Regions from separate parts of the Hordeum vulgare genome. Here region 1 is linked to region 2. Evidence: chromatin contacts called from public Hi-C data. All regions are on one chromosome and are shown on one strand. The core of a region is the stretch at or near the end of the contact, and the rest is flanking DNA. Distances in the headings are between cores, read along the strand shown. Region 1 overlaps LOC123425305 (COP1-interacting protein 7). Region 2 holds the start of LOC123425301 (peroxisomal (S)-2-hydroxy-acid oxidase GLO4-like).

Region 1 (3,145 bases), core at 37-2,536, 290 kb after region 2:
CTCACCTTGCCATCGTTGCCAGGGAACATGCAGAGGGAAGGGGGCGACATGTGCTCAAACGTAGGAAAAGGAAACTACTTTGAGCCTGTTCGAGACTGCTCTGCTTCAGAAAATTCAGCTCCGCTCTAGAAAACGTAAGCCAAACGGGGTAGCTCCACGATATACCGCTCCGCAAAAAAACTAAAATCTGGGGTCCAACTCCTTGTTTTTTATGAAGCTCCCTAGGAGGTGCTCCATAGAATTATAGAAGCTGGAGTTGAAAGAAAATTACCCACCACTGCCACCAGTAAGTGGATACCCCTTCGTTTCTTACCTCTCATCCAATCAAATAGATCCTTTTCATCAAATTTTCCATCCGTGAAGCTGGAGCTAAATGAGAGCCAAACATTCTCTTAAAATGGTTGCAACTCCTATATGAAACTGCTCCAAAGTGGATTTGATGAAGCGGAGCTGATTTTGATGGAGTGAAGCAGTCCCAAACAGGCCCTTTGTATCACACGTTTAGGAAAGAGAGGAGAGTTTTCTTCAACAAGTGTCGTCTTTTTAGGGCAGATACAATGATGTCTAGTTAGCTGTGTGTACGAGTTGCCACATAGAAACTTTAGTGAAGTAGAGGGAAGAGAAAGAGAAGAAAGAAAGAGTTTGTCTGTAGATCTACCGACATAAATAGGATTTTTTTCAAACAATAATTTGTTGTTGTACATCTGTAATTTCTCCTCGCAATTAGTTTGGCCAAAAATATACTATTTACAGATAAATCATTATATGGGTTGTCTATATTACTGTCTATGAATAAATTGGCTAAAAAAATTGTCTATGAATACCGTTATACAATAATACATGCCCTTACTTCTACTACCTTTGTTTGTAAATATAATTCTTTTCGAAGATTCTACTACAAACTACATACATGGACATATAGTTTAGGATGGCTATACATGGGCATATAGTGTGTATAGATTCGCTGGATGATACCACATAGCACTGTCACGTAGTGCCCTTCTGAGAAGTAAAGTCGTATGTAGCTGAACTCTCATTTCCTTTAACTCCTTTCTGTAGAAGCGGCCGCCTCTCAAATTTGAGCAGTCCAACCCAAGTCTTGACAAATATTCCCTCAATGTTTTCTCTACTCGAATGCAGAAGTCAAAAGTGGGCTGAATGCAGTTACAGAAGATAATACGATTGGTGTGCATGGACGGCGGCAGGATGCCATGCCATGATGACATGATCTATCTACAGAGTCCGAGTCATGCCTCTACATGCGCTAGGTCGGGGCTTACACTAGTTGCTAGTACGTGGAGCATGGGAGAGGAGGCCTACACTCACTACTAGTTGAAAAAAACTAGACTAATTTTTTTTAATTACAATTATTTAGGTACTAGAAAAATACTAGGGTGGTGTAAACTTGTAACGCATGCACATGGATCCTATCCAAGAATTTGATTGCATTTACTTGCCCAGGCAAATTACATGGATCTGTCAACGAAAAACATAACATTACGCTTCTTATCTACATGTTCTCCAACCCGTCAAAAAAAATCTATACGTTCTTTTTTTTTTGAGGGGAAAATCTACAGGTTCTACGTATCACTCTTCATACCCTTCTTATTTGTTCCGTAAACTGATTGTCCATACACTCTCCGTTCAGATATACGATATACTTCCTCCGTTTTTAAATATAAGTTTTTTAAAGGTTTCACTAGAAAGCTATATTTATATATATATATATATATATAGTATTTTAAAATGTATATTCATTTATTTTGCTGCGTATGTAGTTTTTTAGTTAAATCTTTAAAAAGACTTGTATTTAGGAATGAAGAGAGTACAAGGTGTGTTTTGCTTATCCATCTTTAAGCTTTGTCCAATTTAATATTGCGACATGTGGTTTTCTGTGACACAAAAATTGTACTCCCTCTATAAAACATCTTATACTTGTTTACAAAGGGAGGATTATTGAATTTTATATTTAGAAGCATTTCCTTTATGGTTGTGATATGTAACTATTAACAAAATATTGCACAAGAAATTTGACGATCGGAGACTGAACCTGGGGCGGTCAATACATGCCTTATAATTCTGAACCGAGAATCCCATCACAATTTTGATGGAGATGTGGTCATTTTGGAAGAGCACGGACTGGACACAAGGACTTTGATTATGTCAATTCTGTTTGCAAGTTCTTGGTCGAGAACCATGGAAGAAGAGCAGAGCAATTCACCCTAATAATGTTGGTAGCCTTTCGTAACCTTTCTGATTCAGAAAGTCATTCTGCCTGCTCATAATTCCGGAAAAGGAATATATCCATGGGAAGTTCGCATGTCGGCAGAGAATGCAACTCGTTTGCATGTTTCAAATCGAAGAATTCCGACACGGATTTGGCCCCAAAAACAGTCCAAATCAACTAATACACAAGATACGCTTCAGAAAATAAGAAAACTTTACACCTACGGGGTAAAAGTGTACGTTCAAAGGGCAAAGAAGTAAAGCCAATTATGCATCACATGTCACCTGTACAAGAAATGCTCCAGCAATATGTATATGAAAGAAAATTGCATGATCTACTGAACAATACACAGCCTTGAAATGGATTTGTGATATATATGTGTGAACGGCGAAACAAATGGAGTGGGAGATACAAGCATATCACAAAAATAATAAAAATAATACAGTGTCTCTGGGCAAAGTGGAAAAATTGCAAAAAATCTAGAAGTCCAACTCTACACAAGAGATGAAAAAAAAGATAAAGAAAAAGAATTAGCAAACAACAACAGTGGAAACGCTTAACTGGCAGCTTATAAGAATTATCATAGATACAGGATATGTATTTATATATGAAAAGCTAGCAGTGCCGCGTACCATCCATGAAAATTTGATATCTTTACCTAGTTCCAGAAGAAATTTTATACAATCCAGCTCTGGTGCTTGAGGGTCACCTCAGCCTAGCATCGCCTCCTTTGCTCCGGAATGTCGACAGGGAGAAGAACGAACGTGGTGCTGGAATTTTGGCGTAAAGATAGTTTTAGACTTTTGGTGAAGATTACAAATGACAGAACAAATAACACTAATTACTGATAAAGATGAACAGTCACCTTCATGGGTTATGTTCTAATTGAGCAGCTTAACATAAGAATATACTACATGT
Region 2 (3,093 bases), core at 478-2,977:
CAAAAGGGTCTGAGTGCTGCTGGAAGTTGAATTTGTAAGAAATTTACAGTTTTTCTTCTAAGATTATGCCATGAAGCATAGAAGAAAATCAGCCTATTGCATTTGAAAAAAGATAGCCAGGTGAGTGAGGCAAACATACTACTCCCTTCGATCCATATTAATTGTCGCTAATTTACAGTTTAATGTGTACTAAATCAGCGATTATTAATATGGATCGGAGAGAGTAGTGATAAGATGATGTAGCTGTACTAATAGAACATGTTTGTAAACTGAAATATATGACGTTGCAAATACCACTTATGGAGTAAAGTGCCGTCATACGAACATTTGCAGTGCTAAACTTGATTTACTGACAATCTAAACATATAGCTTCTCTAAAGAAGATAATCCAATCACAACAGACTCAAGCCAAGATGGTTAAAATTCTAATTCTGCAGATTTTATAGAAAGGTACATATACAGAAGCAATGCAACAAGAGTACAGTTCTGAAGAAACTCGCGGCACAAAATTTGATTTAATATTCATTCAGGTGTAAAACCTTGCCAATAATTGAGCACCACAACCTGTCAACAATTTATATAATCTAGTTTCACTGTTTTGAAGTTAGGAGTCAAATAGAGAAGTTTTTACTGCGAGAATGCGTGTCATGACTCATTTTGTTGGGTCTCCTCGAAATAGGCTTTTGTGCAGTCTTATGTATAAAGGCGAACCGGCCGAACCGATACAAAGAGGTGATGATTTTTGTTGGGCAAAACAGTGAGTTTCTACTGCTGGTCACTGACAACTGTGGGGAATCAAAGAGTACAAGGCAAATTGAAATGGCTCCAGATCAAACTATTCGAGTACAAAGTCCTTTGACAGTGTGACTGCACACCTGATGTGACCCGGCCTATCGATAAAAGCTACTCCCTCTGTAAAGAAATACAAGAGCGTATAGATCACTACTTTAATGATCTACCACGTCTCCTGAAATGGATAGACCGAGCACCAATGTGTACAAACATTCAACACTTGAAACCACAAAACACATTCAAAAGTTCACTACCAACTACCCTGACGCACAAAACACACAGCTACATTCAAATGAAGGCTGGGCTAATCGACATGATTAAGGAGGATGCGCGTCTTCGGGACTACAAAGCGTTTGTTCATGAATCATGAACCTCAAAGAGTCTGCTCTGATCGCCCGGAGTAACCAGTGAGGAACCTTGTGAGGCCCAAGGTCGAACACTTAACGTGCTGCTACATAAGGTGTCCTACTGAGCTTAAAGATAAGACCCCGAGTCTGCCGAGACGGGGCACAAATCGAGAAGAAAACAGCGGGCATACAATCGCCCCTGAATCTCCGAAGCAACTTGAATCAATCAAATAACTGCACCGCACAGTGGGCAGTCGGGGACGATTCAAGATCCACAGTAACACGGCGGTCTCGTCTGCCAGGCCCACAGGGCCACGTAGAGCAGCCGGTCAGCCGGAGATCGACAGCAAATCGAGAGCGGAACGGCCGTACGAGACAGCGAATTGAAGGAGGGGATCGTGCGTGGAGCAGAAGGCAAGCACCATACCTACAGAGATCGACGAGGATGGGCTGCTATCAGAGATGTCGGGAAGATGAAATCACCAAGGGGGAGAGACTGATTGATTGCCGGCTGCTGGCTGCTGGCTGGGAACGGAAGGATAGTGGGTTAGTGGATGATCGAGTGAGTGAGTCTGCTGATGTCTCAAGCGAGGTAAGGACAAGGAGAGGATGATGCTGGCCGGCCCTACAGGCCTACACTGGTGAAAACGAAAATTACATGCTGGCCGGCCCTACAGGCCTTTGGGTTCACATTAAGCTCATGATGATGTTCTATCGAGTGGACCCAGAGTTACCTCTTCGTCACACAGAGACTTTCACAGGTACCCGTAGTGATAGTCACCCAGTTACGTTGTGATGTTTGATACACCCAAAGCACTCCTACAGTATCCGGGAGTTGCACAATCTCACGGTCGAAGGAAAAAACACTTGACATTAGAAAAGCTTTAGCATACGAACAATACGATCTAGTGCTATGCTTAGGATTGGGTTTTGTCCATCACATCATTCTCCCAATGATGTAATCCTGTTATCAATAACATCTAATGTCCATGATCAGGAAACCATGATCATCTATTGATTAACGAGCTAGCCAACTAGAGGCTTGCTAGGGACACATTGTGATCTACTTATTCACACATGTATTACTGTTTTCCGTTAATACAATTATAGCATGAACAATAGACAATTATCATGAATAAGGAAATATGATAATAACCATTTTATTATTGCCTCTAGGGCATATTTCCAACAAGAGTATACTTTATTTTTTTGTTTAAGTCTCACACAATCATCACGGGAGCCGTGGTTAGTCTCTTCTTCAGTTCTTGGAAACTATTCTCACATGCCTCACTCCATTCAAACTTCTTTTTCTTTTTGAGTAGCTGGGTCATGGGCTTGGCAATAGTGGAATTTTTTCAGTAAATCTCCGGTAGCATCCCGCCATTTCGAGGAAACTTCGGATGTCTGTCACGTTGGCTGGTTGCGGCCATTCACTTACAGCCTTGACCTTCTCAGGATCCATAGCTATGCCTTCTTGGGTCATTACATGTCCCAAAAATCCAACTTGCTTCAGCCAAAACTCACATTTGCTGAACTTGGCATACAATTGATGTTTACGCAGTTCTTCCAACACAATCCTTAGGTGTCCGGCATGTTCTTCGGGCTTCTTGGAGTAGACAAGTATGTCGTCGATGAAGACTACGACAAACTTATCCATGTACTTCATGAATACCTTATTCATTAAATGCATGAAGTAAGCTGGTGGGTTTGTTAGTCCGAAAGGCATCATCGTGAACTCATACAATCCATATCATGACGTAAATGATGTCTTTGGAATGTCTTCTGAACGTATCTTAAGCTGATGATACCCTGATCGCAAATCGATCTTCGAAAATACCTTTGCTTGTGCTAACTGATCAAACAAATTATCTATCCTGCGTAGTGGATATTTGTTCTTGATGGTGGCCATGTTGAGGGCTCGATAATCGATGCAAAGTCTTAGCATCCCATCTCT

The links. A called contact is a pair of places that touch in the nucleus more often than the background predicts.
Region 1: a Hi-C map of seedling shows a contact between it and region 2, with 3 times the contacts expected there. The contact joins the enhancer-like site here to the promoter of LOC123425301 in region 2. A contact is called at or near these places in 1 of 6 Hi-C or Micro-C datasets (seedling) and 1 of 1 datasets of contacts at active chromatin or transcription factors (embryo).

Annotation. Positions count from the first base shown.
Region 1 is chr2H:98,201,270-98,204,414 of MorexV3_pseudomolecules_assembly, forward strand. It overlaps LOC123425305 (COP1-interacting protein 7), which reads right to left. Exons shown (of 10, transcript XM_045108988.1): 10 at 2,579-2,997. The coding sequence ends at 2,933. Among protein-coding and RNA genes, the nearest start is that of LOC123425305, 9.7 kb to the right of the region's middle. Within about 2 kb of position 1,287, at least 1 of the 3 cell types and tissues checked has open chromatin away from gene starts, as enhancers often do. A contact at or near this core is called in seedling, where this site is marked.
Region 2 is chr2H:97,905,837-97,908,929 of MorexV3_pseudomolecules_assembly, forward strand. LOC123425301 (peroxisomal (S)-2-hydroxy-acid oxidase GLO4-like) reads right to left here and starts at 1,728. Exons shown (of 11, transcript XM_045108984.1): 1 at 1,567-1,728.